3 separate regions of the Sus scrofa genome follow, and all the other regions are linked to region 2. Evidence: chromatin contacts called from public promoter capture Hi-C data. All regions are on one chromosome and are shown on one strand. The core of a region is the stretch at or near the end of the contact, and the rest is flanking DNA. Distances in the headings are between cores, read along the strand shown. Region 1 holds the start of CD83 (CD83 antigen). Region 2 holds the start of JARID2 (protein Jumonji). Region 3 holds the start of MCUR1 (mitochondrial calcium uniporter regulator 1).

Region 1 (3,681 bases), core at 343-2,842, 1.0 Mb before region 2:
GGTTTTGAGTGACCAAGTTATAGTAGGTCTGAAATAACCGGGGAAGTTTCCATGAAAGAGGAAGTCTTGGGGGCTGTACCGTGTAAGGATCAGAAAGTAGTCTGGCTCTGTTTTGGATTAGACCTTAGGACTTAGATAAAGTTGTGTAACGAATACCAACCCCCTCCCAATCCCAGTGTTTTCCATGCAAGGATCAGGCAGGACCTAGAAAATGTTCTGTAACAAGTACCCCCTCCCCCCTCCCAAATCCCCGTGACTTGCATCACAGACATTGGCTCTTCCTGCTCACTGGTGTGTGCAGGGGGTGAGGTTCAGCTGATCTTGGTTGGACTCAGGTGGGCATGGCTCCGCTTTGGGCCTCCTTCCTTTATCTCTTTCTGGGTCTGGCACTCTCTGGGACATAGTCTTCCCATGGTTCTGGCAGAAATTCAAGAGTCCAACTCAAATCCAACAAGAACATTTAAAGCCACTGCTCCATTATTTCCCCTAACATTCCAAAGCGAGTGACATGACTGAGCCACACATCACTGGGGCGAGGAAATACACTGCCTCAGTTCTCACGAGGGATACGGCAAGCCACAGGCAAGGGTCGTGGGTGTATAGATCTCTACAACAGGGAACGAGCAAAGAATGGGAAACCGTAATTCCAGCTGCCAGTCATATGTGGAAAAAACAGTGGCAGAATCGCACAGTTAAGAATCCCCAGTGAAAAACACAGGTAATAGATCACTGTGCTTCAGGGGCCTGAGATGAAAAGACTATTTGTCATGTTATCTTTAAGATTTTGGAGGTTTGTGATAGGACTACATGCTGACTAGTTCATCTTCCTGGATTAAAAAAATTAATAGTACACTTCAGTTAAATAAGAACTTGAGTTGGAGGACCTTCTCTGTCTGGGGGCTAAAACGCTGGCAGAAATTATGGAAAGAGGTGGAGTTTCCATTTCTGGCTCTGCAGGAAGAGAGCCGTGTTTTGCCTCATCAAGGTGCCTGGACAGGATGAGCCCTTCAAGCCTTTTTCGGCTCTAGGTTCTTGTGATGTCAATGTTACTTCCCCTCCCAAAACCCCCGCAGCGGCCGGCCGAGCGTCAAGGGGCCGGACAAGACCCTTGACGGCAGATTGTGTGAGTTCTTCTTTTGGTTTCTCTGGCAGGAAGTGACGGAGGGGGAGTGTAAGGCTGCAGGTCTGCTTTGGGGTCACTGTCTTGGGGTGGCTGATTGATGCCAAGGTGCTGTCCCAGGAAGCCTGGCTACCAACCCCTGGGGACCTCCCAGTGCCGAAGAGCGTTATGTGTGGCGAACAACGGATGCTCGATGGTGTGGACTGGCCTTCAGCAAAAACCGGACTCTACTGTCAAAGATTTCATACAGATCTTAGGACCCTCAGAAGTAATCTAGGTGGAACTAAATGTTATCGAATCTCATTCCATAGTGGGGATGGTACTAGCGAGTCACTGGGCTGCTGTGTAGGTTAGATGAGAAAATATATGTAAAGATCCCACCAGGGTCTAGCAGATAGACACTAGCAGGTCTACTAGTAAGTGGTAGACACTTGCTCTAGCAAGTAAGGATTAAATAACAGTAGCCTTTTTTTTTTTTTTTTTTAAAGCAGAACCAAGAACATTCCATTTTGGGGGGAAATCAGATGTTCTTTTTTTTTTTTTAAATTCAGGCAAGGCTGCCGGCTCCAGGCTGAGGCACTGGTAAAAAATTTCTGCGATCCTCCCAGCAAGGGAAGTCTGATTAAGAAACTCTTACAAATAAATGTTTATTAAAGGGCAACAGTATCTGGTCTTGGGCTGCACTGCAGAGGTGTAGCAGGTAATTTGCACAGATCTCCCTGAGTTCAGTTGGTTTCCAGCCTCCAGACATGCACTTGACCCGAATGGCCTGGAAGTTGCTCCAGGGCAAAGGCAGTGTCTTTTCCGAGGTTGTGGGCCCCCTCGCGTTGAGCATAATGGGTTGTAAATTCTAGGTCCTCGGTGAATAAGTGTTTGCTAAGTGAATGAAAACATCTAGAATCATCCTGTTCCCATAGCACGCATGTGCCGTCCACATCAGCTCAGTGCTTCACTGAGTTTCAAATCATGGGCTAAAAATGAAGATAAAGTACATGCGTCTAACTTAGGGTACAGGAGGCAGTCTGTCTTCTAAGACCTTCGCATCAGCTGAGTTTGAGAACCAGGGCCCTGTGTTGAATTAGCTCCGTAATAACCACACTGATGGCTCCTCTGCCAGGGGGCTCTGGTTGACACCTAATTAAGTTTCGGTTGACCTCTCCCCAGAGTTACTGGGAACTTTTATTTCCTCTGTCAAAGCACAAAATAGACTCAGGGGAACTTCCCCAGAAAAGGCCAAACCTGGCCTCTTGTGGGTTCCACATGGGGACCCACGTGAATGTCACCAAGCCTTTGTAAAGTTCCCCCTGGCTTCCTGTCCCCCAGTCAACTGTATCTGTTCACAGCACCAGGCTCTGACCTGGGCTTAGGCCATCAATGTCCCTTGCTTCCCAGGGACCCTGAGGCTGGATTTCTTGCCTCTGTCCTTGCCCTGTTCCTCCGCTGACATCACCCCCCACCCCACAAAGCTCACCACTGGTCCCCTCCAGTCTGGGACTGTATCCTAGATTTTGTAGCTCAACCGAGAGAATGTGAACTTGAGCCCTCATTCCCCTTCCCTTTCTTTAACCCATGAACTTTACGTAGCCATTTGCACTTAGAGTGGTGCCTGTGAACTCAGACCCCTGCCAGCACCACACAGATCACATCACGTGTGGAGCTGGTGGGCACCCTGGGAAGTGGGCGGGAGCTTCCCAGGTCTCTGCCGATCCTTGGCCTCCCTGCTTGGATAGCAGATGGTGCAGAGCGTGAGTTTGCTGCCGTGGAACAAAGAGCTGCATGAGATGCTGAGCGGCCACCAGAACCTGCCCCCCACCCAGTTTAGCTGCAGTGGGGGAGAGGTGGGAGGGCAGATTAGCTACTGGAGGCTGGACAAGGAGGGCATACGCATCTTAATTCTGGCTGGTATACCCAAGTCTTGATCTTTTATTTTCAAGAGAAAGCAAAAACCTGGATTTTTTCATGTGAAATACCCCAATTTTCAACACAGCCTGGTTTAGTCTAAAAGCTCTGTGTTGGCTAATGGAAACCACCCGTAGGTTGTACTCAGGCTGCGGACTGCTGGTTGGACGGCTGCCTTACTGAGACCCCACACGAGCTTCGGTTCCTTGATTCCTTGGGGCATCTTTATGATCCACCTTTTGGGTGCAGAAAGCCCATAGGTGAATGGAGGAGCTGGCTCTGAGCCTGCTTCTTTCAACTCCAAGTCCACGGGTCCAGCTGCTGCAACGAGAGGTTTCCCAGCTGCCGAGTTTTCCCCAAGTGCTTGTTCCTGGGATGAGGGAGCCATCCTTCAACTCTGGGCAACACGGCACCTACCAGACCCAAAGGTCTCTGGGCTGGCAGGTCTTAGTGCTCTGCAGGGAAGCTGAGCCACTGCAGCGGGAGCCTCGGGGGGCCTGGGGCACCTTGGGCCATGGGAGCAGGAAGCCAAGGTCTCTTCCTCAAGCCTGTCCTCTTCTGCCACCTTGGACGTAAGCTTCTCTCTGCTTCTCCCTCAGGTGAGCCTGAAGCTGAGGCCACCTACCATGCTGCCTCCTAGTCTGAACCTGGGTCCAGGTGAT
Region 2 (3,720 bases), core at 1,215-3,714:
TGCAAGTTCGTTCCCCGGCCTTGCTCAGTGGGTTAAGGATCCGGAGTTGCCGTGAGCTGTGGTGTAGGTTGCAGATGCGGCTCGGATCCCTCATTGCTGTGGCTCTGGCGTAGGCCGGTGGCTACAGCTCCGATTGGACCCCTAGCCCCCGGAATCTCCGTGTGCCTGTACACATTTGGACCTAGAATAGTAAGAGCCTGCTCTTATTTGTGTCTGATAATTTGCTACGTCTTTCTCTTCCATCATATTGTCAGTCTTCCTATAGTGGATATTTGATCTAATTAAGAGCACAAAAGTTAAGATTAAGGGAATGATTTTTAGACTCTATGCTATTAGTCATCATTCCCTCCAGCTAACCAGTTCCCAAGTCCTATGGACTTCTGACATGCTCTACTTTCAACTTGTTCTCTGCTTGATCTGCTGGATTCAGATCATAAAAATTTCTCACCTCATTTATGCAATTACATTACAACTGGTCTCCAGTTTCCCCTGCCTCTCTTTTCTTCAATCCTCAACCTCATTTCTCACAATCAGAACGACTTTTCTTTTTTTGCTTTTTAGGGCTGCACCTGCTGCATATGGAAGTTCCCAGGCCAGGGTTCAAATCGGAGGCGCAGCTGTCAGCCTACATCACAGCCACAGGAATATCAGATCTGAACTGTGCCTGCCACCTACACCACAGCTCACGGCAACGCCGGATCCTTAACCCACTGAGCAAGGCCAGCATTGAACCTGCATCCTCAGGGATACCAGTCGGGTTTGTTATCTCTGAGCCACAATGGAATTCCAAGGTTGTTTTTTTTAAATCTCAGGAATTTTTTTTGGTTGCACCCACTGCATACATAAGTTTCTGGGCCAAGGATTGAACTCACTCCAATGCCAGATCCTTAATCTGATAGGCCACCAGGGAACTCCTCTCTTGATTTTTTTTTTCCATGCTGGAAAGTTGTGGCTTATCTCAAGCTGCTGAACTCCTACTCATCCTTCAAAACTCCTCATTCCTGATCACCTCAGCTATGTATTCCCTTTAACACCTTTTCCATGGTGCAAATACAGCCCTGTTTACAGCTATCATGATTGATTCCAGAGTCTGCCTTTTCTACTCCGTGTTTCTTCACAAAGGACTTTGGCCTCTCTTGCTGTGTCCTCATGGATGAGGCCACTGCTGGCATATAAGTCCTGCGGAAGCCCTGTACCTAGAAATGTGTTCCCCCACCCTGAGACCTGAAGAGGTCAAGATAAGAGCTGGGAGGTGTTAAAATCATCAGCACAGAGAGTGAATCAGATTAATAGAAAATGAAAAAGAGGAGGAAAAAGACAGGAAAGGTAATACACGGTCTTGCCAAGATGGCAGGGAAAGGAAGCTCATCAGGAGACAGCTACTTCCACAACAGGAAAGGCTTTCAACTGCTAAAAGAGCCAATCTATTTCCCTTTTCAGGGAACACAACACTAATGTTATCCAAATCTTTTGGGAAGGAGCAATTCCTTCCTTTCCCTTTCAAGCTGAAACTGGGATGGTTTTTCAAATGTGGTGACCTGGAGTTGGTAGCCCAGCAGGGGAGTTGACAGGCCCAGGACCGGAGCAGTCCAGCCTTAGGGAGTGGCTGAGGGAACCTAGAAGAAACCCACCTTTGTTCTTTAATATTTTGCCTGGGGAAGGACAGATCCGACATTAAACCTCCTGAAAGCTGGTTAAAACCCTAAGAGTGTGGAGAAGTGGAGACTGCCAATATATGGGTCATAATGATCAGAAAGTCTTTTGAAACCACCTCCTTGTAACCTAACCATAAAGTCACTTGGGTGGCCAATAAGGAAAAGTGGAGTCTGTTCTATTGGTCCCCTCCTCAGCAAACAGCATCGGCCAAGTTTTGCCAAAGGAAGGCACAGAAGGTCATTTATTTTTCTGAATGTGAAATGAACCTATGACAAATTGTTTCAATTTAGAAAGCAGATTTTTTAAAAGGTAAAGTAATAATGAAACAATTTTAAAGCAGCATTTTATTTCATTTACCGAAAACTTTCAGTAAAATGGTTCTTAGCTGGGTTAACGTAATTATTATATAATCCACCCCACAATGCTTATTGATCGCTAATTTGCAGATGAGGAAACTGACCAGCTCAGAGAGGCCATCTAGCTTTCGGGAAGGGGCAGGGGTGATCTGAAACCCGGTCTCTCACCTCCAGTTTCTGAGACCTTCTTAGACACTGGGTTCTCTTTTCGAACATTGCTGTAGACAAAACCTCACAACTGTGATACTTTAGAGGTAAGGCGAATCCAAGGAATGAGAACTGAATGTTACGGGGAATGAATGTGAGGGCGCAGTCATCCCACTTTTCATTTCTTTAAAGGACTGCCTGGGAGAGGCTCATTTTAAACACTACTTCTGGAAAACCACGGTGAAAACGAGGAAATTGACAACGCAGAATGGCTAAGAGCGACTTGGCAAAGTTGTTCAGAAAGCAAAGGCCATAAGAGAGACACGAGGGCCTCCGGCTTCGTTTCCAGCAACGATGAGGTCGGCACCACAAGCCAGAGGCAGGTAGAAGGCAGGCTCTCGCCCGGCTGCCGCGGTTGATACTCCCGATGCTTCCTCGCGGTGAGCACGTCTGTGGGGCTCGGGGTCCGTACGCCACCGGTCTCCCCCTCGTTTTCCTCTCGCTCACAGGCGCAAAAGACGCCGGGACCAGCCGGGACCCAGCGCGATCTCCTCAAAGTCGGGGGGTCTTTCGTAGGAGCCGGCGACGAGGGGCTTCCCTTTTGGCCCCCCTGCCCGCACCCCCGACGTCGACCTCGCGCGCCGGGAGGTGGCCTTTCCGAGCGTGGGGGCGCGTGCGGCCGCGGGGCGCGTGCAGAGGTGACCTCAGGGTCCCCCGAGCCCGACCGCGGCACGCTCCGTGCGAAAACGCGAGGCGGTGTCCTGAGGTGACACCGGCTGCGCCGCCGAGGCAGCAGGCGCCGCCGATCAACTAGTTCGCACCGAGGATTCCTCTTGGTGCGTGGCCCAGTTTTCCTTAGGACGGGCTCCAACCCCTCGCTGCCACCGCCCCCCGCGCCGCCCCGCTCCGAGGCCTTCCCCGGAGACGCCGCGCGTCCCTCCCCCGCCGCTCGGCGCGGGCCGGCGCGCGCGCGCGCGCGCGATTCCTCGATTCCACAGGCGGTTCGCGCCGTGGGTGGGGGCGGGGCGTGCGGGGAGGGGGGCGGCCGCCGCGGGGGGAGGGGGGCCGTGGCCGGGAACCTGGGGGCGGGGGCGGGCCGGCGTGGGGAGTTCCTCGCTCGCGGACCACACGCTCCGCGGGCCAATCCCGAGCCAGCCTCTCGCAGTGTCACACGCGGGACACGTCCAAGCGTTTGTTGGCAGAGCCTGCGATGGGGAGGGGGAGGGGGCGGGGAGGAGGGAGGGGGGTTTGAGTGACAGGCTTGCGGGGCAGGCTGGGAATTGTAGTTCTCAGCTCCCGTGGCCATAGCCATTTTGTAGTCGGGAGACTACAACTTCCAGAAGATCGAGGGGACCATTCTAAGGTGCCCCGGGAATAGGCGGCTCTCCCCGGGGCCGGGCGTTCTGGGGCACTGGCACCCAGCAGCCCGGCTGCAGGTAGACAAGAGGGCAATGGCGGGGGTTAGCGTGCGGCGGCTGTGGGGTGAGCGGCAAGCTGGGGAAAGGGGGTGAGGTGGAGCGACCGAGCGTGCCATGCATTGAGCTAGGGAGCCTCTCTCAAT
Region 3 (3,908 bases), core at 171-2,670, 1.2 Mb before region 2:
ATTAAAACCCTACACGAGAAGCTCAAAGTTAGATCCTTAGCCCATGAGCGAGGTCAGGGATGGAACCTGCGTCCTCATGGATACTAGGCAGATTCGTTTCCACTGAGGCACGACAGGGAACTCCTGCTTAGGCTTTCTTAACCTCACGCAAGACCCCCTGCCTCACCTCCTTTAAGTATTTCATCAAACGGCACCTTCTCCATGAAACCTACTCCAATGACTATTTAAATTAGTAACTGGAGGCTCACTCACTTCGTGGTGATCTTACCCCCTTTATATTTTTACAGCATTCATCAGATTATATACATTATTTATGCATGCATAAATAATACACACACATATATATATTCTCCTCTGCTAGAATTAAGCTCCAAGTAGGAAAAGATTTTGTTAGCTGATACATCCCGCGGACCCAGCAGAGTGCCAGGGAGAGTGGAAGCCGGTGCTTAACGAATTAATGAAGCCACGAGAGTTTGAAATTAAAGTATAAAACAATCCCTTCATGTCCCTTAGCTTCCATCCTCAAACTCGCAAGCCTCCGGCACACCTGCTCCTTTACCGGAGTCGCTACACACACCGCGCACCTGCAAAACAGAAACCTGCGAGCGGGCGCCACGCGGCGGCTCTACAAACGCGCGCGCTCCCTCCTCCCCGCTCGTACCTCCTGCCCCGCATTCCATTAAAAGCTGCGCCCTGCACCCGGCGCCCGCAGCCCGACTCACTCGGATCCTCTCCGCTGAGGGAGCCCAGGAGAGCGCGGACCAGAAGGGCGGGGCCCGACAGACCTTCGTCCCCGCGGCCGGGAGGAGCCCGGCGACCTCGGCTGACCCGCCCTCAGGAGCGCAGAGCCCAGCTCCCGCCGCCCCGGCCCGGCCCTCACCTCTCCTCGAGGAAGCGAGGGCGGCCACCCGCCGGAGGCATAGGTGGAGCGCGCCCGCCGCGCAGGCGACGCGGGGGGCCAGGCCCGGCTGCCACCTCCACGCGCCGCCGCGCCCGGCCGGGGGAGACGAGGGCCCGGCGCGCCACCGCTCCCAGTTCGCCAGCGGCCGGCGAGGGCCGGCGGCGGCCAGGCGCGGGAAGGGCACAAGCAGGACGAGGAACAGCGGGGAGGCACGTGACGCGCTGGCACGGGCCGCCGGGCCGCGGGGCCGCAGCGCCCCCAGACCGCCGGGGAGCGTGGGCACGAGGCGGCGCGCGGGAACGCCACGGCCGCCCGGGCTTCCGCCGCGGCCCGCGGCCAGGAAGAGCAGAAGGCGCCGGCGGCCGGGCAGGCGCTTCGGCTTCTCCCCCGCGACGGAGCCGCAGTCCATCTCCGACGCGGTCACTGGCCCGGCCGCGCGCTCATGCCGGTCGCGCGCGGCCGCGGCGCGACACCGACAGCAGGAGCGAGCGTCGGCGGCAGCGCCGAACCGGGTCTTTCCTGTCGGGCGGGCGGGGCTCTGGGCGCGCGCTGGCGGAGGGGCGGGGCTCCAGGGCTCGAAGGGGCGGGCTCCGGGGCTCGAAGGGGCGGGGCTCCGGAAAAAGGCGCGTCCCAGTCCCAGCGAGTTCCAGTCCGGCAACCCGGAGGACCAGGAGGTGGCGGTGGGCTCTCCCGGAGCTGGATGACCTCGGTATTGCCACGATTTGCATATTCAGTACACCGATGTCCTTATAAAGCCATTAATTACCCTGGTGCTTTTCAGAATCCCAAGTCCGAGCACCACCAGGCTGCCCTAGGTTTTCCTAGTCCAAAGTTCCCCAAAGTGTGGCGCTGGGGTGCGTTTTAAAGAATTGTTAGCCGGGTGTATTTTAAAGAATTGTTAGAAGGTATAGCCGTTACATATTCAACACATTTAAAGCTAAACTTTCAGCTTGATGAGTGCGTCATAGAAGTGAGAAAGTTTCCATCTGAGAATTTCAAACGTAGGAGCTTGAGTGGTCAGTGAGACCTGCTGGTATAAAAGGATATCTGATTCCAGGGGCGTTCAGGTCAGTGAACTTTTTGAATGCCTATCGCACCTATCTCCAATATTGGTCCATTGTGTGAATTCAGCAGTGTTTCTTGAATGAATGAATGCAGTGCTCAAGGCACCAACCTAGAAGATACAAAAATAAAAAATAAAAGGAGCCCTTTTTTTTTTTTTTTTTTTTTTTTTTTTTTTTTTTTTTGCTATTTCTTGGGCCGCTCCCGGCATATGGAGGTTCCCAGGCAAGGGGTTCAATCGGAGCTGTAGCCACCAGCCTATGCCAGAGACACAGCAACTCGGGAACGGAGCCGCGTCTGCAACCTACACCACGGCTCACAGCAACGCCGGATCGTCAACCCACTGAGCAAGGGCAGGGACCGAACCCGCAACCTCATGGTTCCTAGTCGGATTCGTTAACCACTGTGCCACGACGGGAACTCCAAGAGCGCTGTTTTCTTACACACCTGTATATATAAAATACATGACACGAAGAAGAGACAGAGCTATAAAGTGCTGGTAAGAAGAGAGGGCATATGGTTATGGAAGTGATGTAAGTGGCTATCAAAATATTAAGAATTAAAAACATTAAAGGCCCAAGTAGACACTTTCAGAAGGGGTTAGTAGGAGTTATACATCCTTAGAACTGATAGGAAACAATTTAGCAATATGCTTCAACAGTGTTTTATGTTCATAAAATTTGCTTAAGTCACCCAACTCTGAAAATTTAACCTAAGGGAATAATACAAAATATTTTTTTAAAACTCTACTAGATTGGACTATATGAACTTGTCATTTTGATAGATCAAAATGTTGAAGATTTTTAATTTCATAGGGATCAACCTAATACATGCACAAAGATATTCACTGTATTGTAATTTATGATTGTGAAAAGATGGAAGACACAAATTCCAACATTAGAGGAATGGTTAAATAAACTATGGCACAGACTTTATTTAATGAAAGCCGTTTGTAGCTTTTTGAGGTTGAGGTATAACTTACATGTAATAAAAATGCACAGATCTTAGTTCAGTTTGATGATTTTTGATTGTATACCTCATATAACCACTACCCAAACAAAATATAGAATACGTCCATCACTCCAGAAAAGCTCTAGTGTGCCCCTTTCCAGTTTTTTAGATAATCTGCCTGCTTCTCAAAAGACAACCATTTTCTTTTTTGTCCTTTTTTTTTTTTTTTTTTTGTCTTTTTTTGCCATTTCTTGGGCCGCTTCCTTGGCATATGGAGGTTAGGAGTCGAATGGGAGCTGTAGCCGCCGGCCTGCACCAGAGCCACAGCAACACAGGATCGGAGCCGCGTCTGCGACCTACACCACAGCTCACAGCAACGCTGGATCCTTAACCCACTGAGCAAGGCCAGGGATCGAACCCGCAACCTCATGGTTCTTAGTCGGATTCGTTAACCCGCTGAGCCACGATGGGAACTCCAACCATTTTCTGATTTCAGTCACCACAGATTAGTTTGGTTTGTTCTTGAACTTCCTATAAATGCAGTCATACAATAAACATTGCCTTTTGTCTGACTTCCTTCTGCCTCGTGTCTGCCTTCAATGCAATAGCCGTGAGATTCACCCCTGTTGTTTATCTGTAATTAGTTCCTCTTTAGTGTTGAATAGCATTGCATTGTATCACTGTGCCACAATTTGGTTGCCCATCCTCCTGTTGATGGCATTTCATTTGTCGCCAGTTTTTGGCTGTTATGAATAAGGCCATTGTGAACATTCTTGCATGTCGTTGCGTGGACATATGCGATATACCCCTGGTTAAAGAAAAAATTATTCAGCCACTTGTTAAAGCACAGTAAGGAGGGCTTGATTCAAGGGATGCACTAGTTTGTTAGGTATGGGGACCACTGTGCTGAAACACCGCAGTGGGGAGAGAGATTGGGCTCATTTCCGAATATAGCAGGGGCAGGTGGGAACTTAGAGCCAAGGAGCTGGGTGGG

What was found. Promoter capture Hi-C pulls out the DNA fragments that hold promoters and counts their contacts.
Region 1: a promoter capture Hi-C map of liver shows a contact between it and region 2, with 5 times the contacts expected there. The contact joins the promoter of CD83 here to the promoter of JARID2 in region 2. A contact is called at or near these places in 1 of 5 promoter capture datasets (liver) and 1 of 47 Hi-C or Micro-C datasets (embryonic fibroblasts).
Region 3: a promoter capture Hi-C map of liver shows a contact between it and region 2, with 4 times the contacts expected there. The contact joins the promoter of MCUR1 here to the promoter of JARID2 in region 2. A contact is called at or near these places in 2 of 5 promoter capture datasets (fetal skeletal muscle and liver) and 1 of 2 datasets of contacts at active chromatin or transcription factors (alveolar macrophages).

Annotation. Positions count from the first base shown.
Region 1 is chr7:10,344,530-10,348,210 of Sscrofa11.1, forward strand. It overlaps CD83 (CD83 antigen), which reads left to right and starts at 1,593. Exons shown (of 6, transcript XM_021100200.1): 1 at 1,593-3,681.
Region 2 is chr7:11,355,779-11,359,498 of Sscrofa11.1, forward strand. It overlaps JARID2 (protein Jumonji), which reads left to right and starts at 2,465. Exons shown (of 19, transcript XM_021100205.1): 1 at 2,465-2,599.
Region 3 is chr7:10,141,477-10,145,384 of Sscrofa11.1, forward strand. It overlaps MCUR1 (mitochondrial calcium uniporter regulator 1), which reads right to left and starts at 1,421. Exons shown (of 8, transcript XM_005665577.3): 1 at 881-1,421. The coding sequence starts at 1,310.